Regions from separate parts of the Drosophila melanogaster genome. Here region 1 is linked to region 2. Evidence: chromatin contacts called from public HiChIP or PLAC-seq data. All regions are on one chromosome and are shown on one strand. The core of a region is the stretch at or near the end of the contact, and the rest is flanking DNA. Distances in the headings are between cores, read along the strand shown.

The links. HiChIP or PLAC-seq counts read pairs in DNA pulled down with a chosen protein or histone mark.
Region 1: a contact with region 2 is called in a POLR2A S2P HiChIP or PLAC-seq map of the Kc167 cell line, with 4 times the contacts expected there. The contact joins the promoter of CG1572 here to the enhancer-like site in region 2. A contact is called at or near these places in 54 of 107 Hi-C or Micro-C datasets (the D17-c3 cell line, the Kc167 cell line, the ML-DmBG3-c2 cell line and 18 more) and 3 of 6 datasets of contacts at active chromatin or transcription factors (the Kc167 cell line and the S2 cell line).

The regions. Positions count from the first base shown.
Region 1 is chrX:11,557,251-11,559,950 of dm6, reverse strand. CG1572 reads left to right here and starts at 1,314. Exons shown (of 4, transcript NM_001298197.1): 1 at 1,314-1,463.
Region 2 is chrX:11,519,063-11,521,864 of dm6, reverse strand. All of the region lies in intron 1 of Drak (Death-associated protein kinase related), which reads right to left. Among named protein-coding and RNA genes, the nearest start is that of mir-2492, 27 kb to the left of the region's middle. Within about 2 kb of position 1,429, at least 23 of the 39 cell types and tissues checked have an H3K27ac peak or open chromatin away from gene starts, as enhancers often do. A contact at or near this core is called in the Kc167 cell line, the OSC cell line, the S2 cell line and 10 more, where this site is marked.

The DNA of each region.
Region 1 (2,700 bases), core at 65-2,564, 38 kb before region 2:
CAATGTTGTGGCCAAAAAACTAAATATTTTCTTCCTTTAAATCTGAAAACCGTCTTTTGGCCAAAAATACGATTTATGCAAAGGGTGTTTTTATCATAACTTGTCTAAAAATGGTCATAAACGCATAGGAATGACTGTTTTGTGCAGCTAATAACCCCTACTAACTATCCCTATCACTTTTTGATGGATTTTGAAAAATTAATTTTTGGGTCGATTTTTGCATATTCGGTATTCATCAAAATTTGCGAAAAATGGCAAAAAATTAAAAATCCAAATTTTAAACACAGTTTGATTAGAATTTTGAATACGAACTCAACGAGGTATGACAATCCATATTTGGATCATTATTTCCAATGTTGTGGCCAAAAAACTAAATATTTTCTTCCTTTAAATCTGGAAAACGTCTTTTGGCCAAAAATACGATATGTACAAAGGGTGTTTTCTTATAACTTATCTAAAAATGGTCATATAAGTACAAGAATGACTGTTTTGTGCAGCTAAAAACCACTACTAACTATCCCTATCACTTTTTGACGGATTTTGAAAAATTAATTTTTGGGTCGATTTTCGCATTTTCGGTAAGGGGTAACATCATCAAAATTTGCGAAAAATGGCAAAAAATTAAAAATCCAAATTTTAAACACAGTTTGATTAGAATTTTGAATACGAACTCAACGAGGTATGACAATCCATATTTGGATCATTATTTCCAATGTTGTGGCCAAAAAACTAAATATTTTCTTCCTTTAAATCTGGAAAACGACTTTCGGCCAAAAATACGATTTAAATAAAGCGTGTTTTTATCATAACTTGTCTAAAAATGGTCATAAAAGTGCAGGAATGACTGTTTTGTGCAGCTAATTACCACTACTAACTATCTCTATCACTTTTTGATGGATTTTGAAAAATTAATTTTTGGGTCGATTTTCGCATTTTTGGTAAGGGGTAACATCATCAAAATTTGCGAAAAATGGCATAAAATTAATATTCCAAATTTTAAACACAGTTTGAGTAGAATTTTGAATACGAACTCAACGAGGTATAACAATCCATATTTGGACCATTATTTCGCATTTTTTGGCCCAAAAAGCGACATATTTAAAAAATTGCAATGCATGTTTTGTACTACCAACCTAATTCGCTTGTGAAGTGTTCTAAGTGATGCAGGGTATCCCCCAAGTCGAGTCGCAGTAAATCGGCCTGGAAGGCTTCTGCTGGGTCTTGTTTTGTTTTCGTCTCGGCTGCGTCGACTGCGACGCTGAAAACTGTGGCAGAGGCAGCGGGCCAAACGCTTTTATTTTTCAGTTTCGGTTTCAGTTTCGTTTGCAACGTGCGCGCGAAAAGACGCAAAAGTCGAAAGAAAAGTGCGAGGAAAACCAGTTGGCTGAGTCCTACGCCGAATTTTGAGAAAAGTAAGAGTAAGATCCATACCGAAAACTTTAGATATACAGAGAGAGAAAGAGGTACATACCACCCATTTCTACCGCTGGGACTATATGTGTGTTTTATTGTTTTTTTTTTTTTTTTATATATTTTTTTTGTACATTTCGAAAAGCAAAAGGAATTGGAATTCTCGGTACTTGGCTGTGCATTAATATGTTGTTAATTTTTTTTCTCCTACAAGCATTAAACTGCATTATTATTGACGGCGATGATATCATTTCCAGAGTTGAAAATGCGAAACCGAATGTGAGTCGCGTTTGCAGTGGGGAAATATTCTTATCAGCAGAACATTTGATAGCTTGCCTTTTGGTACATATGTATATTGATTAGTTGTTGTCATTTGGGAAATTGACAAAAGCGGCGTCTTTGTTCATCTCTTCCGGTTCCAAAGAGGAATCTTAAAGGGCCCAAAACAACAACCTGTTGCTTGGGCCAAGTTGCTTGGCATGCGAATTAAACTATCGTACATCATAGGCATGATATCATACCGCTTTTCGGCGGAAATCCGCCATCTAATCAATATTCGGAATGTATTTTGTTTAATTCCGATAAAATGTCGCACATGGGTTCTTGTTATTTTGGTTTTTGCTTTGTTTTGTTTTCTTATTATTATTTTTTTTTTTGGTTTTCGGTTTTTGGTTTCGGTATTACGCTTCGGAATTTGGGCCGCACCCCTTCCATGCCACTGGGATATACATATGTATATATGTATGTGTATGTATGTGCCTCTACCACTTTTGTGAATTTCGATGAGCATCATTCACATTGTGTGTAAACTATTGCGTCACCGGTGGCGTCATCGTTTTTGAACTCGTCTAATGCGCCACCGATTTTGAGGAAGGTCTAAGTTCTGAAATCCAACCCCATTCCAATTGCCATCAATCTTGTATGAGCACATTTCCTAAAACAATATAATTCGTTGGTATTTTCTAAATTGATCTCTTCCTTGCTTAGTTAAAATATCAAGAATATAAAATTAGTTACGATTTTCAACTCCTCTGTATGGGTCTTACAAGGCTTTTATTTAACTCATGTTTGTTTTAAGCCAAATATAGCAAATATAGCTATAGCAGAGCAGTTAATTTGGAATTAATCTCACTATCCTTCCGTTTGTTATTTGTTTTAAGCTAAACTGGTTTTATTTGTTTGCCTACAATGTTATTCGGCTTGATTACCAATCGTCAAATCTGAAGTCAGAACTTATAGTCACAATCTGATTTCCAGATCTGGCACGGCATTTGCGAATACCCTATAACC
Region 2 (2,802 bases), core at 180-2,679:
TAAGAAATTAACTTCGCAAATTGCATAACAACGAATAATTTAATACACTATTTGATAGTCAGTCAATTGGAAATATTCAACAAATAGGTCACAACAATTTAATAAAGTTTAAATCAAAGAAAATTTTCAGTATTCAGAGGCATGAAAAGTTGAAGACTTTAATATTTTAATAGGCATATTTTCCAAATATGGTTTTACTTTAAATTAGGGTATATTTTTGTCCATAAATTGTACTTGTTCCCCCCATTTTTTATGGCGTGAGGAAAAGGGGTCGAGTGATAAGATGGAAGGCCTATGGGTGCTATAGTTGTATATCTCTACCCAGTTTTCCTCTGTCGCGTTCTCTTTTTATCAATTTTTTTTTTATTATTACATTTTTCTTCTTCTTGTGGGTGTCTGTTTGTTGCACTGTATTTGTTGTGGTTGTTGTTATTCTAGTTGTTTTTTGTTGTTGTTGTTCTTGCTGCCGTTTTAATTTGCATTTAGCAACGACAGCGGTCCGCTCGTTATGGCATCGGCAAAAGTTCAAAAGAGTTTCGTTTTTTTTGCTTTTGTTTTCATCAAGTTTTTTAGTTTCAATTTAAATAAATAGGAAAAAAAAATGTGCATGCACAAAAGAAAAAACTATCAGAATGAAAAGAAATCTGGCGGCAATTGCGAGTGAGTTGGAAAATCCCGCAACGAAAACCATTTGAGCATAGAAATATATGTGTATATATGGACAACTGCACGATTTCTGCCGCATTTCGTTGGTGTTTTATTAGTATTTTTTTGTTTGTATTTGTAAACTTGAGCACAGCAGGAGCCACACCCCCGCCACGTGTGTCGACTGGCTTGGTTTGGATCATTACACACACACAAACGCACACACATCCCGGCGAGCCATCAAGCAGTTGGCCAAATTGACGACCGACCACCCGCAACAAAAATATGAGAAGAAAAGACAACGAAATTAGCGACCGAAAACGCACGGGAAACGCGGCCAAAACGCAGCGGGCGGTGGCTGCAAAGATACATAAATAAACTTAAAAAAAAAAACAAGTACAGTGCGTACCTTGGAGTAATCAACTTGGATTGTATTTAAAAGAAAATAATGCAAGAAGTAGAAGTATAAGTAGATTAATTAGTATTAATCAATTAATCAGTAGATTTATTCATATTCAGAAAAGCAAAATAAATGGGTTACAATGGAACAGTATATGTAAAACTCTGAAATAAAGATCCAAATACTTAGTACTTGGCTTTACTTAATGATTTGCATTTATTAAATTAGATTTTTTTAGGAGCACGAAGTCGGCGAAAACCTTCAGATCCGATCATATCGATATGGATATGGATATGGAAATGGGATCGTTGGCACTGGTTGTGCAATCGGCTGGCTTTCTAGCGGAGATGCAAACCACTTAAGGTCATCGCAGCAACAGCTTCCGCAAGTGTGTGTGCGTGTGTGTGTGTGTGTGTGGGTGCATTGGACAGGGCCAGGCAGAAAGAGCGAGTGAGAGAGAGATAGAGTGGCAAAAAGATAATTAATGGCACCACTTCGGTGCAATTATTGCATAAATATATTGTTAAGACAATAAATATTGGCTGCACATTAGTCGCTTGTTTTTTGTTATTGCTCTCGCCAGTTGTTGTTGTTGCTATTTGCTGGAATTACTGTGGCATTTTTGTTGCTATTGTTGCTATTGGCGGCAATTTAACAAAGGCCGGCAAAACGTTTCGCTTGTTTAGACGCCTCAACATCGCCCCCAATACAGCGAGGAAAAATGAAAATAGAAAAAAAAAAAGTACCCAAGTACTTAACCGACTGTAAACGGTAAAGCTAATGTCGTAATAAAATCATAGAAATGAAAAGAAATACAACAAGCAGAAGCAGAATAAAACGAGCACTTAAAAAATGCTCAAACAAAAACAAAAAATAAAACAGTGGCGGAAAAATGGTTTTTTGCACGCGTCGAAAAAAAAAAAGAAATAGAACTTCATAAAACATTTGTTCTATTATTATAGAGGCTCCTGGGCAAGCTGCTCGTTAACTTGGCTAATGAATGACTTTCGGCCAGAACCTCAAAACGAACAAGTAACTGTAATTAACTGCCAATTGATTTGGTTTTGTGGTGAGATGATTCACAAAACAAGTTGTTAGATAAATGATTCACTTGGGTCTTTCCCTTTCTCTTCTTGCTTAACATATTTCATTGTATCTTAATTTGTTATTAATTCTTTTCAAATTTAAAATATTAAATGGGCACTTTGAATTATAGAATTAATTCCTAATGCATTATAATATGCATATTCTACCATTTTTTTTTGTGTATAATTATCTATTGTCTACAACAGTTAAGTTGTTTTTTGATTAAATGATTAGATTAATAAAGAACTTCTTTCAATTATTTCTTGTATTATTGAAGTACGAAACATTATTGCTTAATTTGCTGTATATTTATTATGCATAAATTATTTAAGTTAATTTCTTTATTCAACGATTTTTGAATGCCAAACAAACTGGTCTGTTGTTGCCTCTTCATGGAATTGATTCATTCGTTTAACCATTGATTCATTCGCTCGCTAACACATAAATCATACGCCTCGTTGTCCCCATTTAGTATGCTGCTGGGTTTTCCTCAGCTCGGCGGCGCTTTTCCATTTCATAATTGGGTCAAAGTTGTCCCCAGACAAATTGTGGCTATCAATGCAAGGCACTAACCCCCCCCCCCACCATCCTCCTTTAATTCAGGGACTTTTATCCCCGGCCGCGTGTGAAAATTCAATTTCAGCGAAAAGTACATTGGATTTTCTCGTATT